6 separate regions of the Mus musculus genome follow, and all the other regions are linked to region 2. The links are chromatin contacts, called in public HiCAR-type and promoter capture Hi-C maps. All regions are on one chromosome and are shown on one strand. Each heading gives the region's core, a stretch centred on a gene start, on an enhancer-like site or on the middle of the called end of the contact. The rest is flanking DNA. Distances are from core to core; before and after follow the strand shown. Region 1 holds the start of Nadk2 (NAD kinase 2, mitochondrial). Region 2 holds the start of Tars (threonyl-tRNA synthetase). Region 3 overlaps Nadk2 (NAD kinase 2, mitochondrial). Region 4 has its middle 47 kb from the start of Gm46508. Region 5 holds the start of Skp2 (S-phase kinase-associated protein 2). Region 6 holds the start of Nipbl (NIPBL cohesin loading factor).

The links. Promoter capture Hi-C pulls out the DNA fragments that hold promoters and counts their contacts. HiCAR-type assays count read pairs that join an accessible place to other places. Capture Hi-C pulls out chosen DNA fragments and counts their contacts.
Region 1: a promoter capture Hi-C map of liver shows a contact between it and region 2, with 6 times the contacts expected there. The contact joins the promoter of Nadk2 here to the promoter of Tars in region 2. A contact is called at or near these places in 7 of 39 promoter capture datasets (the C10 cell line, the SN4741 cell line, hippocampal neurons and 3 more), 1 of 15 datasets of contacts at CTCF or cohesin (large pre-B cells), 2 of 484 Hi-C or Micro-C datasets (CD4 T cells and pre-B cells), 5 of 115 datasets of contacts at active chromatin or transcription factors (astrocytes, embryonic stem cells, large pre-B cells and 2 more) and 2 of 9 other capture datasets (adipose tissue and liver).
Region 3: a contact with region 2 is called in a HiCAR-type map of astrocytes, with 6 times the contacts expected there. The contact joins the enhancer-like site here to the promoter of Tars in region 2. A contact is called at or near these places in 2 of 39 promoter capture datasets (liver and pre-B cells), 1 of 115 datasets of contacts at active chromatin or transcription factors (astrocytes) and 1 of 9 other capture datasets (liver).
Region 4: a HiCAR-type map of astrocytes shows a contact between it and region 2, with 2.7 times the contacts expected there. The contact joins the enhancer-like site here to the promoter of Tars in region 2. A contact is called at or near these places in 1 of 39 promoter capture datasets (pre-B cells), 1 of 15 datasets of contacts at CTCF or cohesin (large pre-B cells), 1 of 484 Hi-C or Micro-C datasets (pro-B cells) and 1 of 115 datasets of contacts at active chromatin or transcription factors (astrocytes).
Region 5: a contact with region 2 is called in a promoter capture Hi-C map of liver, with 5 times the contacts expected there. The contact joins the promoter of Skp2 here to the promoter of Tars in region 2. A contact is called at or near these places in 12 of 39 promoter capture datasets (the 3T3-L1 cell line, 3T3-L1-derived adipocytes, the C10 cell line and 7 more), 9 of 484 Hi-C or Micro-C datasets (B cells, CD4 T cells, CD8 T cells and 5 more), 7 of 115 datasets of contacts at active chromatin or transcription factors (astrocytes, double positive thymocytes, embryonic forebrain and 4 more) and 2 of 9 other capture datasets (adipose tissue and liver).
Region 6: a promoter capture Hi-C map of liver shows a contact between it and region 2, with 5 times the contacts expected there. The contact joins the promoter of Nipbl here to the promoter of Tars in region 2. A contact is called at or near these places in 3 of 39 promoter capture datasets (the C10 cell line, liver and pre-B cells), 3 of 484 Hi-C or Micro-C datasets (B cells, CD4 T cells and regulatory T cells), 3 of 115 datasets of contacts at active chromatin or transcription factors (astrocytes, embryonic stem cells and thymic regulatory T cells) and 1 of 9 other capture datasets (liver).

Annotation. Positions count from the first base shown.
Region 1 is chr15:9,069,899-9,072,598 of GRCm38.p6, reverse strand. It overlaps Nadk2 (NAD kinase 2, mitochondrial), which reads right to left and starts at 1,339. Exons shown (of 13, transcript NM_001040395.4): 1 at 834-1,339. The coding sequence starts at 1,097.
Region 2 is chr15:11,398,337-11,401,041 of GRCm38.p6, reverse strand. It overlaps Tars (threonyl-tRNA synthetase), which reads left to right and starts at 1,384. Exons shown (of 19, transcript NM_033074.3): 1 at 1,384-1,556. The coding sequence starts at 1,503.
Region 3 is chr15:9,099,430-9,102,129 of GRCm38.p6, reverse strand. It overlaps Nadk2 (NAD kinase 2, mitochondrial), which reads right to left. Exons shown (of 13, transcript NM_001040395.4): 8 at 1,984-2,024; 9 at 1,928-1,982. Among named protein-coding and RNA genes, the nearest start is that of Nadk2, 30 kb to the right of the region's middle. Within about 2 kb of position 1,434, at least 20 of the 459 cell types and tissues checked have an H3K27ac peak or open chromatin away from gene starts, as enhancers often do. A contact at or near this core is called in astrocytes, where this site is marked.
Region 4 is chr15:8,628,075-8,630,774 of GRCm38.p6, reverse strand. No RefSeq gene overlaps it. Among named protein-coding and RNA genes, the nearest start is that of Gm46508, 47 kb to the right of the region's middle. Within about 2 kb of position 1,399, at least 66 of the 459 cell types and tissues checked have an H3K27ac peak or open chromatin away from gene starts, as enhancers often do. A contact at or near this core is called in astrocytes, where this site is marked.
Region 5 is chr15:9,139,201-9,141,900 of GRCm38.p6, reverse strand. Skp2 (S-phase kinase-associated protein 2) reads left to right here and starts at 1,447. Exons shown (of 10, transcript NM_013787.3): 1 at 1,447-1,717; 2 at 2,198-2,469. The coding sequence starts at 1,710. Lmbrd2 (LMBR1 domain containing 2) reads right to left here and starts at 1,331. Exons shown (of 18, transcript NM_177178.3): 1 at 1,161-1,331.
Region 6 is chr15:8,443,199-8,445,898 of GRCm38.p6, reverse strand. It overlaps Nipbl (NIPBL cohesin loading factor), which reads left to right and starts at 1,436. Exons shown (of 47, transcript NM_027707.3): 1 at 1,436-1,774. LOC102634078 reads right to left here. Exons shown (of 3, transcript XM_017316813.1): 2 at 1,935-2,184; 3 at 36-1,836. The coding sequence ends at 608.

The DNA of each region.
Region 1 (2,700 bases), core at 90-2,589, 2.3 Mb after region 2:
TTCTTGTACATAACTTAGTAATGCTTATATACAATTCAGTCTAAAGCCTTCGGGTGTCTGGAGTCAACAATTACAGGCATAACTGTGGGGGGGGGGGTTCCTAAATAAATTGCTAACAGCCCATTTCCCAAAAGTTACTGGGTAGCACAAAATCAATTTTTTTTTTCAAAAATGGGGAAGCTCGAACTCTGGGTTTAATCCTTCCCACACACACACACGCATGGCATACCTGGCAACGCTATTAGTAAATACACCAAACACGGTGTATGGCGGAGGCCCTGTTACTTCAGGGTTCATGCCTTCTCCCCATTAGCCGGCATACTTGTTCCTTTTCTGACCTTCCAACACAAAAACCCATCTCGGGTCAGCTTTCCTGCCTCGCTGTCCCAGGTGCTTGCTTTTCAAGCAGTAAGAGACCCTGAAGGGACAGGCGACCACAATCCAGCAGGGCTTTCCCTGGCCAGGCCTCTGTCCCCAGGCGAGAAGGGGGTGTGACCGCGGCACTTCGGCCCTCTCTCCGCCACCAGTGGCTGTGCTGGAGAATTTCCTTTCTCCCGGTGGTCTGGGGAGAGGTCCCCAGGACAAACAGGGCGAACAACCCTCATCTTCTCAGCGATGGGAGTCCGTGCTACCGAGGCGGGGGCGAGGACACACGTGGCTTCCCAAGTCCCGGTCCCAGGAGCCCCCTCTAAGGCAGGCTCAGGGCGCCCCAGTCCCATGCCCGAGGGGCCCCACAGGCAATCGGAGGAAGGTTGTCGGGCTTTGGGGGTGTCCTGTGGCCCGTCGCCCCCCACCCCCACCCCGAGTACCGGCCGTCCCCCGCCAGGACCCACCAGCTGCTTCAGGTCCTCCTCCGAGAGCTCCGCGTAGCGGTACCGCTGCTGCTCGAACTCGTAGCGGGTGGTTTTCGCCACCACCACCACCCGCGAGGGGCGGAAGCCGCCGTCGGCGGGGCTACCACCGCCCGCCAGCTCGCGCGGCTGCCCGTGCCCCAAGTGCCGCCGGCCGTCCGCGCCCGAGCCCGAACCCCGCAGAGCCGCGCGGCCACCCGCCACGCGCCGGCAGCTGCCCAGCAGGAAGCCCCGGTAGCAAGTCATGATCCGCGGGGCCGCGGGTGCAGGCTCGCGCTCCCTGCCGCCAGCACCGCGCCGGCCGCGCACAGGTTAAGTGCGGGGACGTGCGTGGAACGCGCCGGGGGGGGGGGGGACGTGCCCAGACGCACGCGAGGGCGGAGAGGCCCCGGGAGGCCCCGGGAGGCGGGGATCCGGGCTGGCCCCCGGGCAGTGGGTTTTATTTGTTTGTTTATCCGTTTTCTTGGGCGCCTGCGCAGTGGCCTCTCGGCCCGGCCCCACCTCCCTCTTCACCCTTTCAGGGAGGCCGCTCTAAGCCCGCCCCCGGGCCAGATCTGTCAGCTAATCAGAGGTCGGGAAGGTTTGGGAGCCCGAGGGGCTGCGGGGATTGGCTGGGGCTGGGAAAGGGACGAAATTCTATTTGGCTTTCGAGCTGCCCGAAGAAATCCAGTTGGAACTGGTCTGGGCGGCGTTGGGGGTGCAGGCGGAGTTTTGAGCGCCTGGCGGGAAAGCAAGTTTCTTGCGCATCTTCCTCTAGTTGCTTTCATTTTTGCTTGCTTTCTGGGTAGTTGGTCATGCTCGTCTAGGGTAAATTTTAACCAGTGTCTGCTGGATGGCTGATGTGGCCGTCGCTGGAGTAAGAGCTGGGGGCGGTGACCTCGCTCCAAACGGCTTCGTTTTGCAGGGCCTGATGGCAAATAAAGATGCCGAGCCCTTTATTAGAGAGGAATTAGAGCTAACCGAGAAGGATCACAGAGCATTAGCCCGAGCTCCGGTGACCACCAAAAGACCACCAGCCTAGAGAGGCAGTGCTGTCAGGGAGAAAGGAGGAGGATAATGAGGGAAGGAGTCTTGTCTAGTCCTGTGTGTCTGTCTAGACCGCGAGATAAGGTTGGAAAGCTGTGTAGGACCAGACTGAAGGGTTAAAAATGTTTTGCACTTTATCCTGTAGGCAAGCTCAGAGCAGTGTTTGATGATTATTGATCTGACTTTGGAATGTTGGGTAGGTAGTCCTTGAAGCTAGAGCAAGGGAAGTTACTGAGTCTGTGGGAACAGTTACACAACCATAGAGATGTAGGCTGATTAAGAATAAAAGGGAAAGCTACAATGAAGGGAAAGTCATAAGACAGGGTAGGTGGCCACTGCCCTGAGGTCCTTGCTGTGGCGTCCTTTCCTTTGCGATCCTGGCACTCCCAGTAAGTGGCCTCTGGATTCCGGGCATGCTATTTCATGTTTGTGACACTCAGATGCCTCTGTGATATCGAACCTGTTTTCTCTTTCACGTCACAGAAAACTACACTTTTGACTCCCACTTCTAGCTGGAAACATCTCAATGGGATATCCTAGTCAAATCTTATTTTGGATCCTTTCTTCTGCCTCTTCCAAAACATTGCTTCATTACACCATCCTCTCGGATGTGTCTTGAATTCTCTCAGGAAAACCCCTGCTGGGTTTTCCACTTCAGTCCTTAAGATTCCCATGTCTAGGACATTTAAAACTTTAAAGATTGAAAGAGCCTTCTACACCCCAGTTGTTTACCTGTTCCCTAACTCCCACTTACTGATATATTCAGCGGTTCTCAACCTCTGGGTCATATATCCGATGTATGTATATCCGATATGTTCATTAT
Region 2 (2,705 bases), core at 135-2,634:
AGGTGGACTCTATAAGTTCCCTCTCCCTACTGTCGGGCATTTCATCTAAGGTCCCTCCCTTTGATTCCTGGGAGTCTCTTATACCCACAACAAGGTTGGTGATAGTGATACCTTCAACATTTTTTTTCAGGATTGTTTTAGCCATCGTGATTTTGTGGTGTGTGTGTGTGTGTGTGTGTGTGTGTGTGTATCTAAAACTTAACATTCTACGTTCTGTAAAGAATTGTGTTGGAAGTTTGGTGGCAATTGCTTTGACTTTGTAGATTGCCTGTGGTAGAATGGTAGAATGGCCATTTTTACTGTATTTATCTATGAACATGGGGGGATTTTTATGTTTTCTGAAATTTTCTCAATTTCTTTCTTCATTGTCTTAAAGTTTTTCTTGTACAATCTTTCACTTGTCTTGTTTGAGTTACTCCAAGATAGTTCATGTTTTTTGAGGCCGTTGTGAAATGTATTGTTTCCCTGGACAATATGTTCCTTGGAAATGGGAACCTGCTCCTTGAAGAGTCACCCAGGAGGCATTTGTCACATTCAAGTGGATCTCAGCGAGTTCCAGGACAGCCGGGCTATACATACAGTGAGACCCTGTCTCAATTCTACTCGGCTGGTGTGTGTGTGTGTGTGTAGGTTGGTGGTGGTGTGGACATTGGGTGGACATGGTTGCAAACGCCTGTAATCCTCTAATTTGGGTGGCTATTGCAGAAGGCTCCCAGATTAGCCAGATCTAAATTGCAAGTTCGAGGCTATCCCTGGCTGCACAGTGAAGCAAAGAAAAAACACAGAACAACCCAAAAACTGGCAGCTGCTATTAGGATAAGCAGGCCAACTAGAACTTTCTGCTAAGCATTTTGCTTAAGTAGTAAAAATCTAATCTCGAGCTCCCGTGATATCAATGACTTTTGTGTGGAGTTTATTCCTTCAAGTAAAAAGTTAATTTTATCTCTGTGCCGTCTATGGGAAAACTCCGTGAGACACTGAGAAAGCTTTGATCAATGGCGCTTGTCCCTCAAACAGCAAATCGGTCCTATTCTCATGAGGAAGGCTGAGTCATCGCTTCAGATTATCAGCCAACGTTCCAGGTAGAGCGCATCTGAGATAAACCAGAGCGCCAGAGACCATATCCAGCAATTCCGGGAAACTCAGTCCAAGCAGCTCAAGTTCACTACGGTGGCCGCTAAGGCCATGCAAGCTACAGTCAGAAGGGGAAGAGTGCGCTTGCGCGCCTCACTACACAGTCTGGAACTAATGGGATTTCTTGAAGGGTTCGTCATTCTCGGCTATTCTATTGGCCAAGGAAAGGGAGGACCCGCCTCTCCGCGTAGCCCATTGGCCTCGTGTCCAGGTAGGGCGGGGCCAGGAGTCCCGTTGCATCAGCTGGTTAGCTGGTTCCGCCTGTGGCCACGTGGCGCACGCGCAGTGCGGAATTGTAGGTCTACACCGCCGGCTTGGGGTCTTCTCTGCGGTGCAGCTCACGGGTTTTGTCTCTCTGTGGTCCTTCCATGTCGCAGGAGAAGGCTAGCAGCCCTTCGGGGAAGATGGACGGCGAGAAGCCGGTGAGCAGGCGCCGTGGGGTGCAGAGAGCGGATGTGTTCTGGGAGCCGGCACTGCCCGGCGGGGCAGGAGTGGAAAGTAGCAGGGAGCAGTCGGTATTGGGGGCCCTGGGTAATAAGTTAGGAACTCTTGCTGGCAGGGTCTGGGGGGTGGGGGGGCATCTTCATCCTAGAGATCTGTGAATTGAGACTGAGTGGTTTGCTCAGATAGTAAGCATTTGGGGCTTAGACTCCCGCGCTTGTATTTTTTCACTAAAATAAGCGGGAAGAACATTTGAAGAACTTTTTAAAATCCTAAACTGCGTGGAGCAAAAAGCTCTAGTTAGGAAGGAAAAGCCAGTCCCCGCGATCAGATCCAGTTTGCCCAAGATTGGGTGCTAAATAAGGCTGGATGCCCCCATTGACAGACTGTTTTGAAATTAAAGCCTCTGTCTGCCAGGTGCTGGAAGCGACCTAAATAACTTCACACACATCCCCTTTAAACTTTGCTTTGGGCTGTCACCCACTGGTTAGGAACAGCATTTGTACACTGGCGTGTTTTCTGCCCCACCCCTCTTTTACAGCCAACTGTGCCTGTGTCCCCTGTGTATTTATTTGCCCTGGCACTTAGTCAGGCAGTCCAGGTGGCTACACAAGTTAAGATCGATTCCTGACTTTGGGGGCTCCCCAAATGTGCAGGACTGGAAAATCGTACTTCTCTGATTAGCTTGGTTGAGTTATAGAGAAGCACAGTCAGACTGTTTTATTGGGTTTGGAAAAATGAGGTCAGGTAAATCAGGCAGGGCAGGGCTGTCCAGGTTCAGGGGATGAATTGTGCCCCGGCTGTACAGGGAGAGACGGGAGGGAAGTGCAGCGATTGAGGCTATCAGTATTCTCTACGTGCAGGAGTTTTGTAGGGAGGTGCTATGTATGTATTGTATTGTCAAAAAGTGACATGGCATGGGGGTTTAAGGAACATTGGAAAGGGGTGAGGCCATATGACAGATTGTCTAGGTAACCATTGCTGACGGTTGCTAGGGTCTTCATCAAGAGGAGTTTCCATCCTGATAGGGCAAATCACTAAAATGCTTGTGTATGCGCTTTAAGCTACAGATTTAAGGCGATGAATGACAGGTATACATGGATAGATTTTGTTCCTATTTCCTTATGTTT
Region 3 (2,700 bases), core at 185-2,684, 2.3 Mb after region 2:
GAGACCGGGGGTCTTCTCTTACCCGGTGTTTTTATAGCTTACCCTGAGTCTCACATCCCCATACAATTCATATTCAAAACAAAATCCTTCTTTTTCAGATAAACTTCTTTTCCTCCCTCGAGAATCATAAGACAAGATAAAGAAACAGAATCCTAATCCTTCCTGTCGTGTGGTGAAATTACTAAGTGGTTTATTAAGCTCACCTAACTCCCACCCTATACTCAAATGACAGCAATATGCCCTTTCTTACAGAGCATGCTGGGAAAGACAAGGGCAAGAGTCCCGGGAACCATTTCTAATCCTCACTGTAGACCTCCAAAGATGTGCTTATTACCATTTTCCGTTGAAAAAATATTTCCATGATCAGTGAAGCCTGGTCATTGTCACACTTAGGAGACGGTTAAAAACTAGTTTTGCAATTTATCAGATGATATAATTTTTACAATTTTTGGGGGTGGGATGGGAGATGGGATGCGCACACATATTGCCACGCACATAGAAGTCAGGGAGTAACTTTGGGAGTTCTCTTCTTGCACCATGCGAGCCCTGGGGACTAAACTCTAGTCATGGTGAGCTTGGTAACAAACGCTTCATCCACAGAGCCATCCTGTCATCCCGTCATCCTGTCAGCCCGTCATCCTGTCAGCCCGTCAGCCCGTCATCCCGTCATCCTGTCATCCCGTCATCCCATCATCCCGTCATCCCAACATCCCGTCATCCTGTCATCCCGTCATCTTGTCATCCTAGCATCCTGTCATCCTGGCTCATGAACAAAGGGAAACAATGCCTATGACACAGCAGCAACAAGCAACATCACACAAGCCCAACCTATGAGTGACATTTGACAGGAGATTTATTTTATTTTATTTTGAGGCAGAGTCTTACTATGTAGCCCCCAAAGGCTTCAAACTATCATCCTCTTACCTCAGCCTCTCAAGTGCTGGGATTTTAGGCTTGCCACAACATACAGCTAAGAACTAAACTGACACTGTGTATGCTGTTTTTGAGAGCATCCATTTATTTAAGAAAGATCTGAATAAATACGTAGTAGGCACTATACCCTGCTAACATACAAAACTTGAACAAGAGGAAAACAAAAACATTAGGCACCCTTTAAAACCCCTAAAAATGCCCAAGGCATCGACATGTTAGCCTAGTAACCGTGCTCTGCCAGCTCTGCCAGCGAGAAGGTGCTGAAGGATGAAGGGCACCACCATTGTGCTTTTGAAAGAAGGCTAAGTTAAGGATGACTGCCTACAGAGAACTGCACTTGAAGGCTGGGCGCTTTCACACTGAATGGAAAGTATTTAGAAATCCAGAGCAAGAAGATGAATTGAACAAAAGCAAAGGCTAAAGGAGAGAAAGGTGTGTGCAGAGAATGACAAGCAGGCTGCGGTGTCTGCAGACCTCTGATGGGCAGGGTGAGGGTGAGGGCCCGGAGAAAGAGGACAATGTCGGCAATGGCAACACTTGCCAGGGTGTGGGTGTCACACCAAGCAGTCTGTACACAGCACCAGCCAGTGCTAAAGCAGACAATGCAGGAGAAAAGGAGGCCAGGCACAAATAGCTACTAAAAAACCATGATGCCCAGACCCAAGTGGCAGCAGCAGAGGCTGAGAAAGCTGGTTCCGATTTGGGAACGGCAAGGATCTGAAGTGATGTGTGCGGAGGGGAGAGCAAAAGGTGGCAAGGAGGACAGAGTAATGTTTTTCCTCTAGAGGAGGAGTCTGGGTAATTCGTGGCAGAGGCAAACGATGCATGGAAGACAGGGAAAACCCTGCAGACAGGAAGGTGAGCTTTAAACTGCAGACCCACAAGCTGCTGTCCTGCACACTAGAGGACACGGACACACCCACATAGGATAGAACATACATTCTGTTGCTGAAAGAGGCTCGCACACTGACAGGGAGCAGCCCACGCTACTCACCAGGCCTTCGATCCTGTCCCAGTGCACAAATTGAGCCCTGAGCTCTTCTGCTTCTCCCCATGGGCCGTCATCGACTGAAATTTCATAGTAGGAAGCCCTAGGGAATGAAAGCAGAGAACTCTGTTCACTGAGCTGTGTGAGGCCCTCACAGTTCATGAAATTTAAGTAAATCAGCTTGACCAAGACATATCTGACTTGGCAGGCATAGACATCGATCGCCATGCTAATTCCAGTCCTGATTGCAGGAAAAACTTGAAGGAAGCCCATTGGCTTTTCTCTATGGCCTCCTGATCTACATACCCCTTCCTATCCAAAGGTTAGTGTTGTAGACAGGCCTCGTACAGTTCTCCATCAATGCCGCTCTCGTGGGACCTAACGTGGCGCCTCCTTTCAGAATTCAGTCAATTGCATCCTTAGGTGCCTTTCTTGGTACCTGTTCTCTCTATACCTCATTCTTTGTGTGAAATTCTTTTTTTTCCTTATCTTTTTTGTTTTTTTGTTTTTTCGAGACAGGGTTTCTCTGTATAGCCCTGGCTGTCCTGGAGCTCACTTTGTAGACCAGGCTGGCCTCGAACTCAGAAATCCGCCTGCCTCTGCCTCCCGAGTGCTGGGATTAAAGGCGTGCACCACCATGCCCAGCTTAGAAGTCTCATTTCTTGAACAACTGACATGTTTTAGAATATTCCATAAATATGAAATCAAATGAACATATGCTATTCTTTAAACACAGAGTGGATGACAGAAAGAACGTCTGAAGTAAAACCCTACTGTGT
Region 4 (2,700 bases), core at 150-2,649, 2.8 Mb after region 2:
GGAAATGGCATCAGGTGGCAACTTAGGAGCGCTTTCTCTAACTGTGTAAGTTTGGGGAAATTTATTGAGTCCTGAAAATGCCCAGACAGGAGCTTGGAGACATAGCCATTGCAAGAGAAAATAAAAACCATTTAGAATCAGCTCAGCTGGGAGCACTGAGCTGATCAAAACGGTCTCGGCCAGGAACACCTATCTGAAGACTACCACCCAGAGCCACTGCATTCAAACAACAGGATCCCAAAGCCGGCTTGCTTTTAAACCTAGGAGAACTATGCCAAACAAACAGAAAGCACAGCTGTCCTAAGGAAAATGTCACGCCAGGCATAGTAAACTTATGCCTGTCCTTATACTTCAGCAGGTTGAGGCCAAAGTACCACAAGATTGAAACCAGTTAGGACTACCTAATGAGATCATGTCTCAACCTGAGAGAGAGAAAGGGGTGGGGAGAAAAAAGAGAGAGAGAGAAATGTTTCCTGAAACTTAAAGACCTTCAGATGTTGTTTAATCCCAAATCTGGACCCAATTGGTTAATCTATGTCATAATATACCTGACTTCTCAATCGGCTTGCAAAAGTCGCTGGACCTCGGTGATCCCTTCTGTACCTGTGGAGGTCAGATAAAGTCGCCATCCCCAAACCAGCTTTCTCATTGAGTTACCATGTTAAAAGGAATGCTCATGAAGTGAGCGCTAGTTAAATGGCACATAAAGAAGTTCAACTTCTTTATCTCGGATGTATGTAATTATTCACTTTGCAGAAGTGGTAAATGAATAAACGGGACACATATACATCATTTATATACATGTGTGTTCATCAAATTCTCAGCTCAGTTCTTGGCACTCTGGACGGCTCTTGAAATGTTTATAACGAAACGGGCCAGTGAAGACAGAGAGGCTTCGCGGTCCGCAGATGTGATGGATGGATGGAAGCAAGCCCGCGAGAAGCTGCAAGAACTGCTGTCTTCTGGGAGGGAGGCTGGAAACCAGACTCTCCGAAATCTGACAGAGCTCTTCTGGAGGGGCTCCGGGCGCTGCACCGGGGCAGAGCAGATTCCCCTGCCAGTGTCTGCGATGCTTTTGTCAGTGCTGGCTCTCTCTCAGCAGCCCTGCGCTGCATGGTGGTTTTGTGAAGCGCATAATTCGACACTCCGGGGAGACCACCCAGCTTCCTCTCCCAGAGTCTCCCAGGGAACAAAACTGTCCCTCTGTGTGCCAGTGACCTCCCCCTCTGCCGGCCCCCTTCCCACTGCTGTCCCCCACCCCCACCTCCCAGCCAAGGGGAAATGGAAAAGCCAGTCAAACCTTCCCTGGTGGGAACCAGGAGATTTGCTACTAAAGCAGCCCAGAGAGGAGGCCACTCTAAGCCTGGGATACTGCTGCCACCCTGTGGCAAGGACCTCCCGACCCAGAGCGGCCCACACCGTATAAACCACCCAACATTCTCTAGAAACTCCTCAATGATGGGCTCCAGGAGGGCTGTGGAACGAGAAACAGCTCAGAAGCCCGAATGAAAAGTGAACTTGAGTAAGTCCGTGTCTGCGGTGTGATTCCCAGTGTGTAGGACGGGATGGATAGTAACTGGGAACTTACAGGAAAGGCTAGTTCCCCAGGCCCCATCCAGGGCTCTGGAAGGTAGAACCCAGCAGTGTGCTTTAACAAGACTGTTGCGCGCCAAGGTTTTAGAACGTCTGATCCAGAGTCTGAAAAGGCAAGGACCACGAAGCTAACCACCAGCGTCCTTATCTCTTCTTCTCTGGCCCTAAACCTCCCCATGTCTCTCTTCGTGCATTTTAATTTCCTAGGATTGTGGCAGAATAGATACAAAACAAAGGAAAAGTCACCGATGTGCATACATGCTTACTGGTTCAAAGACTTACTGATGCTTTAATTAAAATTTAATTTTTTAAATTTAATTTAAAAATAAATTTATTGCTGGGCAGTGGTGGCACATGCCTTTAATCCCAGCATTTGGGAGGCAGAGGCAGTCAGATTTCTGAGTTCAAGGCTAGCCTGGTCTACAAAGTGAATTCCAAGACAGCCAGGGCTATACAGAAAAACCCTGTCTCGAAAAAATAAAAAATAAAAATAATAATAATAAAATAAATTTATTATTTGAGGTAATAAAATTTTTTGTCGTACCACTCAACCCATCGAGAAAACTCAGATCCTTCATTTATTTGCCAGGTATTTATGGAGTGTCAACCTTATCTCAGGCACATTAATGTGCACTGTAGATAAACCTACCCCTCCCTCCACCACCACCCCCACTCCAGAGCTCTATTTTATTCAGGTGTAAAATAGATTTTCGAAGACTAAACTATGTCACCTCCAATGTTTGTATATTGGAACTCAACCCCAGTGAACATGTATTTGGAGAGAGAGCAAGCTCAGAGCAAAGGCCACGTGTCTGAAAGCCAGAAAAGACCAGCTCAGAGGTCAAACATGCGGGTGCGCCAAGGGCTTTCGGCCCCCAGACTGTGACCAATAACTGTGTGTCCTTTAAGCTGCCCAGTCCGTGCTGTTGTGTTAAGGCAGCCCAAGCAGATTAAGATGTAGGACAGGTATAGTCAATGATGGGAAGCACACCAGTGCAGGGTGACGTTCGGAGAGGAACTAGAGAACTTTAAGGACGGGGTAGTCAGGGAGGCTACCCGGGCAAGTCTCCTGTAAAAGATCTTAAGGAAGTAAGGCACCAGCCTTGG
Region 5 (2,700 bases), core at 198-2,697, 2.3 Mb after region 2:
GCTAACTCTTAGCTGAATTCAGGGCTGTTTTATATTTACTAGAATTTACTCTTGAACGAGTTACATCCTAACAGAAAGGACAAAGTTCAAGAGAAGGCAAATGAGTTTTTCAAAGTAACAAAAGATAACTTTATACACTATTTCAGAAGGTCTCACTTTAGATACTTTCCATAACAAAACTGTGACTACATACTTATTCTCCTAGTCTTTCTTTTCAAGTAAAACCAATTTGCAAAAAGGTCTTTTTTTTTTACACCAATCTCACTCACAGGAACTAAAAGTTCATGAATCTCTTCCTCTCAAGAAGTAACTGATGCAAAGATTATGCTAGAAACAAAGACAAAACTGAGCATGAAGGATTTAATTCCACTATAAAACGAATCTTGCTCTCTCCACAAAGAAACACAAGTGTATGCAATCTAACATACTAAACCAATATTCTAATGTTTTTGATGAAGGTGGCCTGCTTTTTTCTCAACTCTATAAATCTTCATTTTTACTGGACTAGAAATGCATCCCCCTACCCTCTCCCCTGTTGCACAGTTTGCACACCTGAATTTTGCATGGTCATTCTAATCTAATCGCCCCCGACCTCTTCAGAGGCTAAATTAGCATAGTTTCTAGGCAGAGAGATTCTAGGACAGGCTGTGGATTGAGTCAGAGGCACCTAAACAGCTTTCAGGGTGGTCTCTCCTTGCAAGCGGAGCCTCCCTTTTTCCCTTTGGTATTTGGGAGACTCATCAAGGATCCAAGAGGATGCACGCGGGAACCACTGCTGGCTCCTGCCGCCTTAAAAATAAACCATCGCTCCTCTTGGAGCTGCGCTTTAGCTCGAAAAAGGCTTCCCCTCGCACGCTGATTTGATCTTCAGTGCCAGCCCATGAGGTGTGCCGCGTCCTCGAGCCTAGTTTACAAGTGAGGAAAGGATCGCGTCCACAGACCCAGTCCTAAGGGCCGCCCACTGCCAGGTGGAGGAAGGCGAATGGCAGGAGTGCCACCCGCAGCCTCTCACCTGGCGGGCCATCGAGACCCCGGAGATGGGCCTGGCGGCGGCGGCCACTCACCATCTGGAACTCCCCCCAAGTCTATGTCCGCCAGGGACTGGGCCGGGACCCCAGACCCTGACGCACCTCACGCGTCCCCGCCCCCCTCACGCTCACCGTCGGACCTCGCCAGACAGCGTCTGGAAGGGACTCAGAAGCTTCGCGTCCGCCGCAGCCTGCCGGGGTCACGGATCCTTCAGTCCCGGGCGACCGTGGCGGTGATCACCCGAAGGCCCGTGAGCTCCGGGAAAAGGAAAACCTGCTCCCAGTCAATCGGCTGACATTTCCCAGCCAGCCGGAGCTCCACCCACTTCCGCCTGCCTGTCCTCCTCCTCCTCCTCCTCCTCCTTCAATCCCGCCCGGCGCCGCAGGGAGTTGTGGGTATCTGGAGGGTTGGTCCGAAATCAGAGTGGAAGAACCCAGGCAGGACTACGAGCTAGGCTCGGAACTACAATTCCCAGCAGGCAACGGGGCGTCAGAAGGCGGCTGCTGGAGAGCGGGATGCAGAACTCCGCGCGCGCGGTGGTGATGGAACGTTGCTAGTTCGCGGGTCCAACTGCTGGGGCCCCGGGGATCACTCTAAGCCGAGCGCTAAAACAGGAGTCTGGAAGGCAGGCAGCGCTTCAATTAATTCAAGCATTCAAAACTCCTGAATCAGTGGACACCATGCATAGGTAAACCGATTGCAAAAAAACCGGACAAAACATGAATGAACCGTTTGAATTCTTTTAGGCCGCGAATGTTGCTTCTTGTTCAAATAATCTGGTTATGTGAATGTTTGCTTAGAGAAAAAGGATGGATGAATGCTTTAGTGCGAATATCAATGTGGAGTTTAATTTGGCTTCCTAATTAAGTTTTCCTTCCTCTACTTTGAGTCATGGTATCAGTGCCGTCCCTCTTTTTCCCTCCACGGGAAGAAATTATTGAGGCCTTCTGCGTGACCATAAATCCCAAAGCCTTTCAAAGTATATATGTTCCCGATTTTTCTCTTTCATTCTTGTATTTCTCTCGCTTGTAGGCACGTTTAAAAAATGCAGTACTGTCACTTGCTGGGACTTTTCTCCACTCCATTCTTTACTCTTCTTTCATGCCTACCTTGGAATTATTTAGGGGTGTATTTTCAAAAGGAATAGAGAATGTCTGCCCTTCTGCAGGAAGCACCTTCAGGAGATTCCGGACCAGAGTGGCAACGTCACCACCAGCTTCACGTGGGGATGGGATTCCAGCAAGACTTCTGAACTGCTATCAGGCATGGGTGTCTCGGCCTTGGAGAAGGAGGAGGTGGACAGTGAGAACATCCCACATGGACTGCTCTCAAACCTCGGCCACCCCCAGAGCCCTCCAAGGAAACGAGTCAAGGGCAAAGGGAGTGACAAAGACTTTGTGATCATCCGTCGGCCGAAGCTTAGTCGGGAGAACTTTCCAGGTAATGCACAACACTAAGATCCAAACTGTATTGTAATGGGTTGAACTATTTTGTTTTAACTAAATTCGATTGAATTATTTCCTTGGGGAATCTTTTTGGATCGGTGCCTAAAATTGCCTAGTTTTGGTGCCTAAAATTGCCTAGTTTGGAAGTGTGGCAGTGAAATGGATTCCAGTCATTAAGTCTTCAGGAATCTTGGTTGGTCTTTATCTTGTGGTCAACAATTGACTT
Region 6 (2,700 bases), core at 187-2,686, 3.0 Mb after region 2:
CTGTCCTATACATCAGTGCATAGACAAGCAAACGATTAACGCTGACAACTTATTTTATTTAAAAAAATATAATATGGTTCCTCCTGAGTAAAATGTGCTTACCTACTGGCACTTTTTACCTGAAGAATTAGCCCCCTTACAATTTATACAAAAACAAACAAACAAACAAGCAAGCAAACAGAAAACTGTGTGGCGATGAAATGCCCTCCGGTTTTACAGTAAGACACTACCATCGGGTACGGTACTGTATTCGTATTCACATTTTGTACTCCAGCCTTGTCCAGAGCCTCTGAGTTTTCAACATACAGAGGAAAACGATGTTTTGAAGTGCGCCGGTGCCGGGGCTCCGGTGCCCGGCGTCAGGATGGCCTGGGCTCCACCCACACCTAGATCGCAGCGCCAGAGCGACCGGCTCCTTGCTTGCACAGCGTCGCCTACAGGCCTTATCCCGACTACCAGGGAGGCAATCAAAACCACCGCCAAAAAGGAAAAAAAAAAAAAAAAAAAAAAAAAAAAGAGGCAAGTCCAGCAGCCCTCTCGTATTTCCAGAAATTAATGCACCACCACCACCACGATCACGATTCCAACTCAGCCAGGCTGGGAGTCTTCACCTCCGAGGACTGTGTTCTTCGCAGAAAATAACCCAGACAGACATAGGATCCGGCCGCTCCCGGGACGATCCATCCATCACGGCTGCGGGAACAGCGTTTGAAAGGTCGGCATCCAACCCGCCGGCAGCGGGAGCTCGGCTTCCCCCCGGGGCCCGGGGCCGGCCAGTCAGGGAGAGCAGCGCGGCCTCGGCTGGCCGCCTTCTCCGGGATTGAGGGTGGGGGGCTATGAGGCCCGGAGCGCCTGAGAAGAGGGAGATCCCGGCCTCACGCCACCACAGCGGACCAGCGCCCGGCTGCTGTCGCCTCGAGGGGGACCAAAAGGAAAAAAAAAAAAAAAAAATCAAGCCGGTCACCCGAGCAACGGCGTAGACGCCGTCTTGCAGAAGCGACCCCACGGGCAGCATCCACGGCCGTCCGTTGCACAGGACAAGGGCACGGAGCAGAACCGCCGCTGCTGCTCCCGCTGCCTCCGCCGCTGTCGCCGCCGCCGCCGCGCCTCCGGAGCCCGCGGGAGCCGGCGCGCTGAGGCAGAGCTGCGAGCCCGAGTGGCGGCGGCGGCGGTGGCGGCGGCGGAAGTGGAGTAGGGAAGAGGGGGTGGTTGTTAGTGTTTGGCGCCGGCGGAGGGAGTCATTCCTGCAGCTGCACTTCCGGTCGGCATTTTGTTCTGAGAGGGAGAGACGGAACGAGAGAGAGAGACACACACACACATACACACACACATACACACACACACACACACATACACACACACACACACACACACTGGGCTCCTTCCCCCCCGCCCGCCCTCCCGTCCCTCCCTCCCTCCGTCGGTACCGACTCACCCGACACCAGCAAAGCCGCCAGGGAGGGACGCCCCCGCCGCCAGGAGGATTGGTTCCCGGGCCCGCGGCGATGCCCCCCCGGTAGCTCGGGGCCCCCGGCCGGGTGTTTGTGTGAGTGTTTCTATGTGGGAGAAGGAGGAGGAGGACGAAGAAGAAGCCGCGATTTGTCTTCTCGGCTGCTCTCCCCCCGGCTCTACATGTTCCCCGCACTGAGGAGACGGAAGAGGAGCCGTAGCCACCCCCCCTCCCGGCCCGGATTATAGTCTCGCTCTCTCGCTCTCTCTCTCTTGCCACCGCGGCCTCGGCCTCCGCTTCGGATTCAGACGCCGATTCGCCCAGGTAAATTCCTGCTCTTTTATTTCGGCGGCGGCGGTGGCGGCGGTGGCGCCGGCGCCAGGTCCCTCAGCGTTTCTCCTCCTCGCTCCCCTCCCCGCCGTTTCCTCAGCGGCCCCGGGTCTCTTCCACGGGGCGAGTCGAGAGAGTGAGTTCGCTCGCTCGCTCCTCTCCGGCGGCAGCCACCCTGGGTGGCGGCGGCGGCGGCGGTGGCGGCGGGGTTCGTAGCCTCTCCCGGCCGGCTTCGGTGACGGGGAACCGGGCTCCCTGCCGGGCGGCCGGGGAGGCGTAGGCCCGGCGGAGAGTGCAGGCCGCGGGCCAGCGGAATCTACTTGAGCTCGGGGATTAGGAGAGCTCCGGGCTGAGCGGAGCGACTGCTGGTCGGTGACAGGCCTCGCCCGGGAGAGGAGCCGTAGCTAGTGAGGAGGCGGAAACAATACAACTATCAGCAAATGTGCCCCGATCGTCCCCCATATTTACAACTTTCCCGGTCCGGGAGTGGGGAACGTCCCAGTGAAACAAACAACCCCCCTTCTTCCCCCTGTGACCCCATGAAGGGAGGAAGTAGTTTCAGTTAGTGAAACAAATGTAAATACTCAGACACGGCTACAGTGGTAATTCTCTGCCAAACTTGTTTGGACGTTTTGGAAAGTTAATAAAGACTGGTTTCCTTTGTAAAAGGATCAAACCGTCCACATGTATATTTAATCTAGAAAACCCTAGCGTTGTGCACACTGCACATCCCCGCCCAGGAGCTTTTATGTTGTTTGACAGAGTGTGTTGCACATGGACTTTTTATTCAAAGACCAAGTAGAAAGAACTTGACAGGTTTACTCCGACACTTTGTATTTGTATCTGTTATGTAAGGATAATTTTAAATGACTACATAAAACTCTCTGGATACTTTTTAGCCTAAACGGGTGCAAGAATAC